Regions from separate parts of the Mus musculus genome. Here all the other regions are linked to region 1. A link is a contact called in public HiChIP or PLAC-seq data. All regions are on one chromosome and are shown on one strand. Each heading gives the region's core, a stretch centred on a gene start, on an enhancer-like site or on the middle of the called end of the contact. The rest is flanking DNA. Distances are from core to core; before and after follow the strand shown. Region 1 has its middle 12 kb from the start of Tnfsf18. Region 2 has its middle 32 kb from the start of Gm31869. Region 3 has its middle 58 kb from the start of Prdx6. Region 4 has its middle 33 kb from the start of Gm31815.

Region 1 (3,278 bases), core at 487-2,986:
AGCAGTTGGCAGGGTTCTGTTCTCTTTCACCTTCAGGCCATCAGTAGTGAGTCCTGTTCTGACTCTCTCTGACACCAGCCATACAGTGTTCGGGCTCTTAGTGGCCCTTGCAGTTCGTTGGGCCCACTAAATAATCTGTAATCAGTTCTTCTTACGAATGCATATACATATCAAATCTGAAAGCGACCTCAAATTACAGAGGTTATGGTTTGGACATCTTTGGGTGGTCTTTCTGTGGTCTTTCTGCTTCCACAGAACTGCTCTCTGACATCAGGGAAGTGTTGTTACATTCTCTATGTGCAGTGGGCTATTTCCAGGAGTCCTCTACTACAGACTCATCTTTTGAAGGTTTTGAAGAAAGTATCCACTGTGCCTGTTACTCTCTATCATGTGACCTGCTCTTATGCTGGCCTAGTTGTATAGAGATGGAAGCATGGCCTGGGACATGAAGAGGAGCCAAGTTCTCAGACCAGGTAACCCCCACCACAAGGCTTTTCCTCAAAGCTGTCCTGATCCTTTCTCTGTCTTCCATAGCCCCTTCTCCCTGATTCTGGCTGTTTGAAATCAATAAGAAGGGAGGTTGCTTGAAATTTGATAGGCTGTTCTTCTTTGGAAAACTTGGAGCAGGCAGTTTTATGTCTTACAAATTTAATTTTTCAACAACAAAAAAATCCATCTGTGTATCCTTAGCTATGAGATGTCTCTGTGGTAATAGCTAAACCATTCACCAAGTTACGGGGTATTTAAGAAGAGGACAAACACTTTCCATATCCAAATCTATGACCACATTTTTATATTGTTTCATACCTGTCATTTTCTCTTGTTATAGAATAGCTATTGTCATGCTGTAAATAATCTACAAGTTAATAATTAATATGTATATCCTCTCTATATTAAATGCATACCGCCATAGGCTTAGATTTTTTTTTAAGTATTGAGGAGCATAAAAATAATACATCATCAAAGGCCTTCACATGTCTTTCTCAAATTTTAGCACAAAATAGATGAAATCATGTGAGTTCAGGGTAGTATGATTGTAGATATTGGAGCTAAACAGCTTGACAAAGAACCCACAGATGAAGTGGACCCTGACATATATATATATATATAAATATATATATATATATATATATATATATATATATATATATATATATATATATATGCTCAAGCTTATTACCTGGGCTCAAAACTGGGCATAAGAGTGATTCAAATATGGGATGAAAGTTTGATGACAAGTAACTTTATTGGCTGAGCCATCTCACCAGGTTGATCTTGGTATCTTAACTCAGTCTATCTTCTGTGTTTTCCCAGATCCCATTATTTCCCAGTTCATCTTGTCATGTGCCTAGCACACCACAGTACAACCATCTGCTCATTTTTATTTCTTCCAGAGGTAAGTTTTTTTTTTTTGAAAGTCACTTAACACTCAAACTCAACCTAATGCTGTCTTATATAGAGAGAATAGCTAATAAGCACTGGAGGAATGGGTGAACATTTTTGTTAATACTATGTCATCACAGAGCAGCAACCAGACCAGATTTAGTTTCCATGACTTGAGTCTATAGGTGTTAGGATGGTACCGAGTCTACCTGTACTGATCAATGTATTTAACCATAATGTCTCTCTCTCCCCTGAGATTATGACTGCTGAGATGAGCTGAGGCCAGGAAGTATGCAGTGTGTGCTCACCATGTTGCCTAAGCCTGTCACATAAGCAGCATGACTCATGTTAGTCATGTCCCTACTAGAAGCCCGGAAGCACCCTGCCTGTGGTTTATAGTTAGCAGGAACTTACTAGATAGCCTGTAGGCCTTGAGTGATTACAGTGTGCCTCTTTCCTAATGTGTATCGAGCTATGCAATAACATAAACTTTGCTACAAAACTACAGCCCTATCAGAGAATAAGGACAGGGAGAGAGTGCTTCCCAAGACATGGTAATAATCCATTCATCTATGATGGAGTGAACAGCTGACATGCCTCCCAAGCAAGCCTTGTGTTTATCGTCAGCTTATAATTGGAATGCTGCTTGTTTCTTTCTTTCACCTGCCATGACACACCGTACTTGTCCTTTGACAATGTCTTTGGTTTAAACTCAAAACCTCGTGGGGACTAGGACTATGATCTATCTCCATCAACACTGTGTCTGCCATTATATGTATTGGAGAGGAATAAATGAGTAAGCTAAAGACTATGTTGATTGCCTTGTTTTATTTCCCATTATTATAGCAGAACACCACAGACTGGGTAGTTTACAAACAATGCAAGCTTATTTGGATTGCGATGCTAGAAGCTAGGAAGTCCAACACAGAAGAGTCACTTCTAGTAGGACTTTCTTTTGACCACAAACATCATTGCATAATATTGACTCCTACTATAATCAGATCCAAGTCTGGAAACTCACATTCAACTCCAGCAAGTGTTCTACACACATGCATACATGCACAATTAAAAGAAAAAGAAAAGTGGAGATGATATTTGTGCCCACAAAGTTAGTTTTCATTTGATTTTCAAATACCTTGAAGAGATAAGGCTAAATCTATCCATTTTATACTTAAAGAAATTAAGGCACACAGAGGTGAAAATGCTCACCAAGGTTATAGGTGCCAAGGGCCAGAGCTGAGATTAGACCACGGGTACGACAGTTAATACTAATTGTTAAACCAACAGGAGCTAAAATCACCTAGGAGACACATTTCTGGTGATGCATATGAGGAAGCTTCTGGATGATCCGGGTTAAAGTTGGAATACTGATCTTCATTATTGGTCATTCCATGGGCGAAGTCCCAGACCAAGTGGAACACCAGCAATCACCTCTCTGCTTCCTGACTATGGATACAGTGTGGCTAGCTGCCTCCTATTCCTGTCACTGTGGCTCCCCTCCATGATGGACTGTACCTGGAAGTATGAGCCACAATCCTCTCCTTCCTTAAGTTGCTTTTGTCTGATGTTTTGCCTCATGTCTTGGTTAGGGTGACATTGCTATAATGAAATACCATGACCAAAGTACAAGTTGGAGAGGAAATTATTTATTTGGCTTATGCCATTCATATCACTGTTCATCATCTAAGAAAGTCAGGACAGGAACTCAAGCAGGGCAGAAACCTGGAAGTAAGAGCAGAGGCCATGGAGAGATGCTGCTTATCAGCTTACTTCTCATGGCTTGATATGTCTGCTTTCTTATAGAACTTGGAACCAGCCAGCCCATGGACAGCATTATCTACAATAAGCTGGGTCCTCCCCCATCAATCATATTTTTTTTAAAAAAAAATGCCTTA
Region 2 (3,278 bases), core at 543-3,042, 250 kb before region 1:
AATTATGTGCACCACACTTTCTCCACTCACGTTTGTCTTTGCATACAATAAAATTCCCTCCGTGTATATGCTGTTCTGAATATTGGCAAATGCGTAGTTATAGAATTACACCACAATCAAGTTACAGAATTGCCCTAATACCACCCCAAATCCTTGTTTTGTTCATTTATGGTCGACTTCTTCCATCCTACTCAACACTGCTGTGCTGCTCTGTAAGTCTGCTACTAAAAAAACTTTTAGTTAGTTTTGTTAGTTGAGTAAATGAACAATTGAATAAAAATAATAATAAATGAAAAATTAAAATACAGGAAAGAAGTAAAACTAGGCAAGAGTGGGTAGGTTTAGAATGACCTCTAGGCGTACTTCTAATTTCTGTCAGTAGATGGCAGTAGAAGCCAATGCCCATCTAGAAACCCTCCAAAAATAAAAGCCGCATTTTGGGATAACCTATTATAGGCAAGACACTTTATTAAGGGTCTATCGAGGTGGGAGAAGGAGGGTGATTAAAATCTAAAGATAAATAGAGGAAACCTTTGAGTAGGGATGTACTGTGTGTTTCAAATGTGCTAAAGGACCAGTTTTTACATATCTAAACTCTGTAGCAAGCAATGGGGCTTGAGAGAGGCAGAAGATGGAAGAGCAGGTAAGGGCCATCCTACAAGGTAGGATGATGATAAAGCATCAGTTAACTGAGTCTTTCTACAATACTTACATGGATCAAAACACTACATTTCATCCCACAAATGATATGCACAATTATACACTTAGCTAATTATAATACTCACTCACTTGGGAGATTATATTAAAATATGTCCTAATGTAAGTACAAAGTAATCGGTTATGTCTTTAAAATTTTTTTAAAATTAAATTTGCTTATCTATCTTTTTATATGTGTGTGTGTTGTCCCCTGGTGTGCATTTGAAACTTGGAGAAGTCAGTTCTATCTTCCTACCATGAGGGTTTGAGGAATCAGATAGGTTATCTGGCTTGGCGCCAAGTGCCTTTACCCACAGAGCCAAGAGCCACCTCACTGGCCCCCATGTTTCTTTGACACTGTACTCTTGCTCTTTTCTTCCTAGATAGAGTCTTGAGATGAAGCGTAAGCTTGCTCACAATCCTTTGGGCTCAGCCTCCTGAGGGTTGGGATTATAGTTGTCTACCACCAACCTGCCCTGGATTCACTTCTCAAAACCAACTCTAGACAGAATTACAGGGACAGAATGTGACTTCTGCTGCTCCGACCTCAGTGAGTTTGCTGTAGTTCTTCTAGAGGTCCAGACCTTTTCTTTTCTGATTTCCTCTGCGGTCTCTCTAGAGGTGCATGGGGAAGAGTTGGGCTCTCCTCTATCACCCGTCCTCCATCTGTAGTAACTACCTGGGCTAAGCAGACACAGGAGAGAGAAAAGAGGTGAGGGTTATCCTATAATCTTGCCACCAGGCTTCCTCTGGGGGTTCAGGGTGCTTATAGAGTGGTCTGGGATCTTCCATTTTGTCTTCCCCGTGTGCCAGCCTGAGGATGGCAGAAATTCAGGCTGCGGAAACTCTAGTTCTCAACCTGTGGGTCACGACCCCTTGGGGGGGGGTCACGGATACCCTACATATCAGGCATTTACATTACAATTCACAACAGTAGCAAAATTACATTTATGAAATAGCGACGAAATACACTCATGGCTGGGAGGTGGTCACCATAGTGTGAAGAACTGTGTAAAAGGGTCTCAGCATTAGGAAGATTGAGAACCACTGCTTGGTTGTAAGCCATCACCAGGTGGCAGCAGAAAACCGTGAAATCACAAGATTCGGATTTTGCCCCCTGAGTCGTGGACCGGAAGGGTTGAGGGAAGAGGGGTGGATAGTCAAGAGGAATCCGTTATCCTTCTTGTTAATGTCAATGATTCCTGCTACCTCACCAATGAAAGTGTCAGCCTGGGTTTGTTCTCCACACAACCATAGAATAAAATTATTAAAGCATCCTATTGGAATCCTGAAAGAACCCGATCCAGAGCAAAGTCCCACTCTTAATCTCGGCATACCAGCTAGCACAAACTAACTGAGTAACAGACATTTAGACCTGGGATGGATATTTGGGGAAGAAAATGACAAGAAAGAGGGAAGAGTCAATAAAACCAAAGCTGTGCTGCTTCCCGAAGGAGCCTTGGGCCATTGTCTCCTGTTTTCAGTAACAGAAGCCGGAGGCCCAGTCTACACTGGCTGCGGAAATCTGTTCTTGGCTCCCAGTCTCTTAGCAAAGCCCGTGAGTCCTCTGGAGGGCGAAGTGTGGAGAAGTCTGGATGAGGTTTTTTTTCGGCCCACTGACTCTTTTCCTTCCTGAGCAGCTGAAGAATTCTGATGTGGTTTTGTGGTTTTACAGTAAGCGTCCCGGCTCTTGTGGACACAGTGTGCTTTCAGTTTCTGAAAGTGAGTCAGATCGACTTTCCTCTTAGGAGTAAGAGTGACCCTTGCTCAAAAGGGCACTATGACTAGAAAGACGAAGCAGCTGAGGCCACCGGTGCCGGAGTGCTTGCGTTAGAGCAGTCGCTGGTTTCTGGGTCTTATGGGTAATTTTTTTTTTTTTTTTAAGGTGAACTGTTGAGATCTTTTTGCCCATCGTGAGTGACACTGTTGATGCGGTCTAGAAAAGGACTCAGAGTTTCATTTGATCAGCTAGTCATGACAAGGGCGTTTCCAAGTGGGTTAGTTGTTGTCATTATGCTTTTAAGTCTCTTGCCTATTAGAAAGCTCATGATACTGAGCCATTTGACCAGAACGGGTGACATCTTCGAGGCCCATTGAGTGTGAAGAGCCAGCCAGTAAACAGAAGGTTTCTTGGGGTCTAGCTTTCTTTCATGGTTCCCCTTCCAGTGATTTTTTTTTTTCATGAAAATACGTAGGTGGCACCTCCTCTGGCAGCTGCTATGCTTTCCTCAAGCATGTAAATGACACGTTGTGACGTATGTCGTCACCTTCATAGCCTCGATGAGCACTGTCAGTTCACTGTGGCATTTCTTCTTGTTGAGATTCTTCTCATTCTACGTTTCGGCCAGCGACTCCCACGGGTGACACAGGGATGCTGGGCACTCAAGAGGAAACCTATTTGCATGTCTGTTCTAGAATTTCAATTTAACATCGCTCCTTGGAGTCTGAGTCATGGCAGGACCACCTCGGGCAGACTGTGGTTCTTTCTTTAAGAGTTAAACCCACCTGATGCTGAGAAGGAGCAAGAGATCATACTCTCCATCAATCCAGCCCTGACGAATCTTTGCTGCCTATGCCTTGCA
Region 3 (3,278 bases), core at 403-2,902, 170 kb after region 1:
GCACATGCTGCTCTCCTAGAAGACTGGAGTTCAGTCCCCAACACCCATATAATGGTTAACAACTGTCTGTAACTCCAGTTAGATTCCAGGGGATCCAATACCCTCTTCTGACCTCTGTGAGTGTATATACAGGCAAAAAGACTCATATACATAAAAAAAATTTTCATTTCATATCCCTAAATGTCAGTATTAAATTTTAATTAATAATTGACACTAATAACAAAGTTTTAATATACTATTGTGTGAGTTTTTTAAACTCTAATCTTCGTACTAACTTAACTATAGTCTCACACATTTTTCATTAATTCTTCTCTGGGGAGTATAAGAAGGAAGAGAACCTGCCCGACACACAAAGTAAAGAACTGAATGTAGCCATCACAGGCCCTAAGTACACAAATCAGGAAAGCCACTAAAGTGAAGGCAGCTGGGGAGGCCATTGTGGATACTTACCCAAAGAAGGGACGACTCCAGCAGAAACTACAGGGAAAACAAGTGTGGATGCACTCAGCCCACCCACTACACTCCCATCCGAGACTGTAACAGCCAGACTCCAGATTTCAAGGACCTGAAACAACACGCCATCTTTTTATTTCCCATTCTTCGTTTTTTTCTTCGTGTGTGTTTGTTTTTCCACTTCATGATCCTTTTTTTTTTTAACTTTCCCTAAAAGTTTGGTAGAATTTTTACTTTATTGTATTTAAAAACGTTTATATTTTATTTCTTATTCCCCTTCATACACATAGCATAGTCACTTAATTTTATCCCCACAATATTCTTCATTTAGAGTGCAACCTCTTATTCTCTTCTTTTAAGACTGCCTTTCTCCTTTATACTCTCTATACTTAACTATAATTGTATCTTGATCTTACAACTCATGATTTATATTTTACTTCTTATCTGGCATTTGTCTAATTTTGATCCCAGTCTTTTCTTGGCACTGGGGGGATTCTGTGTTTTCTTTTTTTAATTTTTTTCTGACCTCTTGATCTTTTCTATTCCCCACCATGTTGGGGTTTTGTTGTTGTTGTTGTTGTTGTTGTTGTTGTTGTTCCTTTTCTTTTTGTTCATTAAACCCGTTTTTCTTCCATTTTTCCTCTTTCCTTACCTTCTTTATCTCATTTATTATTTCCATACTTAGAGCAATTAATGTGCAGAACATAGCATGCTTTAATTTTGGCATTCTTTATTGCCCAGTGATAACTGCTGATTGTAGGTTTAAGTATTCCTAAATTTTTACTTTTTTTTTAAAGAACTATTTTATTTCTAACTATGTATCTGTGTGCATATGAGTATATGCACATGAATTTGAGTGCCCTAGGAATAGCAAGCTGTTGAATTCCCTAAAGCCAGAGCTACAGTCATGAGCCATGGAGCATGGTACTAAGAACCAAACTCGGGTCTTCTGTAAGAGCGGCATGAGTTCTTAACCGCTGAATTATCTCTCCAGAAGTACTTCAGTATTTGACTTTCTGATTCAATATGATTACAAGAAAGAACCAGGTTTTTGTGGTCAATCAATAACAAAACTGAACACCAGTATCAGATAACATCGAGAGGGAAGTGAAAAGGTGAGTAGCTTATATAAAACAGACCTTAGAAAGGAAATCATCCCAGCCAGGAGACTGAGTAAAAGTCCGATTCATTTCATGCACTGACTCTGACTTTCTGTGTCTTAGACACCACAACAGTAAAGCAGCAAATCATACCAGGGCACCACTGCAAACCACATCAAAACCCCAAACAGCAGTTTTGAATGTCAAAAACATTCACTTCCTTAAAAACAACTTTCTTATCTGGGTGTAGTATAAATCCACGTAGTAATTCCAGAACAGTGGAGGAAAGGCCAAAACTTGAGTTTCAGACCATCCTGGGCTACAAAGCAAGACACTGTCTGAAGAGAATACACACACACACACACACACACACAGATGCAGACAGACACTCACACAGATGCACACACATAGACACAGACACACATATATACCCAGACACATACATATACACACATGCACACATACAGACACAAATGTACACATGTACACACATACACATGCATACACTCAGGCACACATACACACAGACAGGCACACACATAGACACAGATGCAGAAATACACACAAACACATGCACGCACACACACATTTCTTTACTCATGTTTGAATGTAGTATTTCCTAGACATACATATACATGTATACAAACATGATGAAAATGTTCAAAATACAATCAAGAGATCAACTATAAAAATTCTCAGTTAGTAGGAAATGTATAAAAACTAAAGGTATAACTAAACTATTCAATAAAACAGATTTTTTTTTCAATTTAAGAGAAAAATGGATTTCAAAACACAAGGGGTATTTAGAACTCTGCAATACACATCACTGGAGAAGAACATCTCCATGATGTGTTATAGTTAAGATGTCAGAACAAGAAGCACAGGAGCAATATTAAAAGCTGTAAAGGGAGGCTATCGAGATGGCTCAGTAAGAGCATTGACTGCTCTTCCAAAGGTCCTGAGTTCAAATCCCATAATGAGATCTGATGCCCTCTTCTGGTATGTCAGATGACAGCTACAGTGTACTTATGTATAATAATAAATAAATCTTTGGGCTGGAGCGGGGGCTGACTGGAGCGAGCAGGGTTGACCTGAGCAAGCAGAGGTCCTAGAAATTCAATTCCCAACAACCACATGAAGGCTCACAACCATCCGTAGAGCTACAGTGCACTCACATACAGAAAATAAATAAATAAATCTCTTTTTAAAAAAAAAGCTGTAAAGGGGAAAAAATACCAATTCACCTACAACAACAAACAAATCATCAGACTTAGAAGACAAGAAAAGAGAGGAATAATGTATTTCAAACCTAGAAAGTAAATAACTACAAACAAGATTACTGTATCCAGAAAATCTTTTTAAGTTTTAATTTTTTAAATTTTTCATACAGTATGTTTTGATTATATTATGTCTCACAACTCCTCCCAAACTCCCTCCCTACCCACCCAACTTCATGATATATATCTCTCTCGGTGCTCTCTCTCTCTCTCTCTCTCTCTCTCTCTCTCTCTCTCTCTCTCTCTCTCTCTCTCTCAGAAAATAATAAAGCACATGCACAGAATCTATTTTGTGTTGGCTGACTACTACAAGATGTGAAGGCTGTCCAAAGGAAAACTGAACACTGATGGAGAAGTAAGAACATTTCAAACACGGACTAAGACATTTCATGACTCATGTCATGTCCAGCAGAAAGCATCTCACAGCAACTCCTATCCTACAGCTTTG
Region 4 (3,278 bases), core at 323-2,822, 140 kb before region 1:
GAGAGATTAGACATGATTAACCAGATCCTAAGAAATAAATGGCCCTGGCTAAATTTACATGCATCTGGGCACTGCTATGCTACAGGGTCACCTTTGACAGCTTTGTGCTCCATTTTTTTTTAATTTAATTTTAGTTTAGTTTAACTTACTGTCTCAGTCAGGGTTTCTATTCCCGCACAAAACATCTTAACCAAGAATCAAGTTGGGGAGGAAAAGGTTTATTCAGCTTATACTTCCACATTGCTATTTATCACCAAAGGAAAGCAGGACAGGAAGTCACACAGGGCAGGAACTTGGAGGCAGGAGCTGATGCAGAGGCCATGGAGAAGTGCTACTTACCGGCTTGATTCCCCTGGCTTACTCAGCTTCCTTTCTTATAGAACCCAGGAATACCAGCCCAGAGATGGCACCACCACAAGGGCTAGGCCTGCCCCCGCCCCCTAGATCATTAATTGAGAAAATACCAAACAGCTGGATCTCATGGAGGCATTTCCTCAAGGGAGGCTCCTTTCTCTGTGGTAATTCCAGCTTGTGTCAAGTTGACAGAAAACCAGCCAGTGCACTTACTCACTTTACATCCCACTTACTGCCCCCCTCCCTGGTGCCCCCCCATACTTCCTCCATTCCCCTTCCCCTTCTCCTCTGAGGGGGTGGGACTCTTCCTGGGTATCCCACCACCATGGTACTTCAAGTTTCTTTGAGGCTAGGTGCTTCCTCTCCTATTGAGGCCAGTCAAGACAGCTCAGTCAGAAGAACATAGCTCATGGACAGGCAACAGCTTTTGGAATAACCCCCATTCCAGTTGTTTGGGACCCACGTGAAGACCAAGCTACACATCTGCTACATATGTGCAGGGAGGTCTATGTACAGCCCATGTATGTTCTTTGGTTGGTGGTTCAGACTCTGAGAGCCCAAGAATCCAGGTTAGTTGACTCTGTTGGTCTTCCTGTGAAGTTCCTATCCCCTTGGGCTCACAGTCCTTCCTCCCATTCTTCCACAAGAGTCTCCATGCTCTATCTACTGTTTGCCTGTGGGTGTCTGTATCTGTCTGAGTCAGCTGCTAGGTAGAGCCTCTCAGAGGAAAACTTGCTCCTGTCTGCAAGCATAACAGAGTATCATTAATAGTGTTAGGAACTGGTGTTTGCCCACAGGATTGGTCTCAAGTTGGGCCATTTATTGGTTGGCCATTCCCTCAGTCTCTGTTCCATCCCCTGTGCCTGCATTTCTTGTCAGAAATAAACTTTGAGACAGAATAAATTTTGAGTTGAAAGCTTTGTGGGTAGGTTGGTGTCTCTATTGCTCCACCGGGGTTCCTGCCTGGCTAAAGGAGGTGGCCTCTTCAGGTTTCATATCCTCAGTGTAGTGAAGACTCCATTTTTAAGAGCATTCTAAAATTTCTTTTATTTGCTTTTGGTTTTAGAATGGCCCTTCATCTCCAGCTTATATGAGAGTGTTAATCTTGTCACGTCACAACTCAGTTTCAATTTGTTCTTAATCAGTCTCTTTCAGACTGGCTGCCACATAGTCATGAGCTTGTGGTTCAAAGGGCTTGCTACTTTCAACAATAGACCACCACAGATCAAAGATCTGCCACTTTAGGAGACACTCAAAGTACTTTCACAGACTTGCCCCAACTCTCTACCTCCCTTGGGTCTACCCAGCCTCCTGCTTCTCTCATCTTGACCAACCTTCCACTGAGCTCTACGCTGCCCCCAGGCCCCACCATAGTATGTGGCATTTACTCCACTTGCAATTCTCACTTCCATTCTCATAGTCACCTAACATCATTAATTCTCTTGTAAGTAAGTGTGGTTTTTGGTTGGTTTTGTTTTGTTTTTCAAAAGAAGAGATTGGACATTTTCAACTGGGAACTGGCTCCAAGGTTCACCCATTTATTTTTATTTCAGGTTACTATCTGAAAAGTTATGGTACTACATACTCTTATGAATCACTAGGCTTACTCTTTTGGGTCTGAGTAGACATTACAAACTTGCTGCTGGTGGCCAGGTACCTGGTGTCTTCTTCAAGAATGAAGTAAAGGTACACATACCACACAACTAGCAAGGCAACATCATTCAAAGCAATACACAGATCAGGTTTGCTGTCATATTTGACAGGGGGCCACATGAGTGGAAAAATACTCAAGGGCTGCAACTATTATTATTATTATTATTATTATTGTTATTAGGAACTTCCTTTTGGGGGTTCAAGACAAGGTGCAGTTCCTTTGCTAAGGGTATAACAAGCAGTTCTCTGTTTTGATTGAGAGGCTTGGATTATGTAAATCTTTGCTCAAGTTCCCTTCCCACAGTGCATCTCATTTTAATCATAGCCTCACTCAAATATGCAGAGGTATAAAATGTTCAATAGATTTTTGTTTGATAGTTAAATAAGAGCTCACTTAGAGGACATAGTTTTCCATATTGAGCATTATTAGTATGACAATGATTGTGGTCAGGTAAGCCCTCCTTGTTCCCAGATATATTAAAAAAAAATACTGTCCAAGTCTGATGGTTGATAAAGGGGGAAAAACATACTCTGCTCTTTAGAGTAGTGGAAGTATACAAATTGATATCAATGAAGCCTATTAAATTTATTGTGCAGAGTGGATTGTGTAGACTTAGTGTGTGCAGGTATGTAGACTTAGTAAGTGAAGGTCTCAGGCTTCCAAGTGCATTAGAAGAAATGGCCTATGCATAGTCCAAGCCAGGTGTTGTGTCAGGTTGGTAAACTATTCTCTGGGTGTACTGTCTCAGACTCAAGAGGTGCCTGGCTTCCTACAGAGCTTATTAAAACCACAACTGAGCTACAAGCCCAGTAATGGTGAAACTTACCTAGAAATGATAGCACATTCTTATTTTCTTTGTATCGATGTGTGTACATATATAGTCATGTGTTTATACACATATTATGTACATAGAGGTGCATGCACATGCTTGTATTTGTGTATATAGGCCAGATATTAACATTGGATGTCTTTCTCAATTGCTCTCCATCTTATATCTTGAGACATGGTCTCTCCTTGAGCATGGAGCTAGCCTGTCTGAGCAGCAAGTCCCTGGGATTCTTCTAGCTCTGCCTCACTAGTGCTGGGATTCTAGCCATGTGCAGTCATATTCAGTTTTTTATTATATGTGGAAACACAGGTCCCCATGTTTGCACAGAAAACACTTTACCAACAGCCGTCTCTCTATTCCACATTCTTATTTTCTCTCAGTATTCTGTCTTCTCCCCTTCCTCTGCCAGCTGTTTACTCTCTCCACATCAGCATGCATAAC

What was found. HiChIP or PLAC-seq counts read pairs in DNA pulled down with a chosen protein or histone mark.
Region 2: a CTCF HiChIP or PLAC-seq map of CD8 T cells shows a contact between it and region 1, with 6 read pairs. The contact joins two enhancer-like sites. A contact is called at or near these places in 1 of 15 datasets of contacts at CTCF or cohesin (CD8 T cells), 5 of 484 Hi-C or Micro-C datasets (Th1 cells, bone marrow-derived macrophages, embryonic fibroblasts and 1 more), 2 of 115 datasets of contacts at active chromatin or transcription factors (CD8 T cells and memory CD8 T cells) and 1 of 9 other capture datasets (bone marrow-derived macrophages).
Region 3: a BATF HiChIP or PLAC-seq map of CD8 T cells shows a contact between it and region 1, with 7 read pairs. The contact joins two enhancer-like sites. A contact is called at or near these places in 1 of 115 datasets of contacts at active chromatin or transcription factors (CD8 T cells) and 2 of 9 other capture datasets (liver and pancreatic islet).
Region 4: a BATF HiChIP or PLAC-seq map of CD8 T cells shows a contact between it and region 1, with 5 read pairs. The contact joins two enhancer-like sites. A contact is called at or near these places in 2 of 39 promoter capture datasets (macrophages and neural stem cells), 1 of 484 Hi-C or Micro-C datasets (nephron progenitors), 1 of 115 datasets of contacts at active chromatin or transcription factors (CD8 T cells) and 1 of 9 other capture datasets (adipose tissue).

Annotation. Positions count from the first base shown.
Region 1 is chr1:161,480,864-161,484,141 of GRCm38.p6, reverse strand. No RefSeq gene overlaps it. Among named protein-coding and RNA genes, the nearest start is that of Tnfsf18, 12 kb to the left of the region's middle. Within about 2 kb of position 1,736, at least 48 of the 459 cell types and tissues checked have an H3K27ac peak or open chromatin away from gene starts, as enhancers often do. A contact at or near this core is called in CD8 T cells, Th1 cells, bone marrow-derived macrophages and 1 more, where this site is marked.
Region 2 is chr1:161,734,160-161,737,437 of GRCm38.p6, reverse strand. No RefSeq gene overlaps it. Among named protein-coding and RNA genes, the nearest start is that of Gm31869, 32 kb to the left of the region's middle. Within about 2 kb of position 1,792, at least 158 of the 459 cell types and tissues checked have an H3K27ac peak or open chromatin away from gene starts, as enhancers often do. A contact at or near this core is called in CD8 T cells, Th1 cells, bone marrow-derived macrophages and 1 more, where this site is marked.
Region 3 is chr1:161,307,860-161,311,137 of GRCm38.p6, reverse strand. No RefSeq gene overlaps it. Among named protein-coding and RNA genes, the nearest start is that of Prdx6, 58 kb to the right of the region's middle. Within about 2 kb of position 1,652, at least 27 of the 459 cell types and tissues checked have an H3K27ac peak or open chromatin away from gene starts, as enhancers often do. A contact at or near this core is called in CD8 T cells, where this site is marked.
Region 4 is chr1:161,623,000-161,626,277 of GRCm38.p6, reverse strand. No RefSeq gene overlaps it. Among named protein-coding and RNA genes, the nearest start is that of Gm31815, 33 kb to the right of the region's middle. Within about 2 kb of position 1,572, at least 4 of the 459 cell types and tissues checked have an H3K27ac peak or open chromatin away from gene starts, as enhancers often do. A contact at or near this core is called in CD8 T cells, where this site is marked.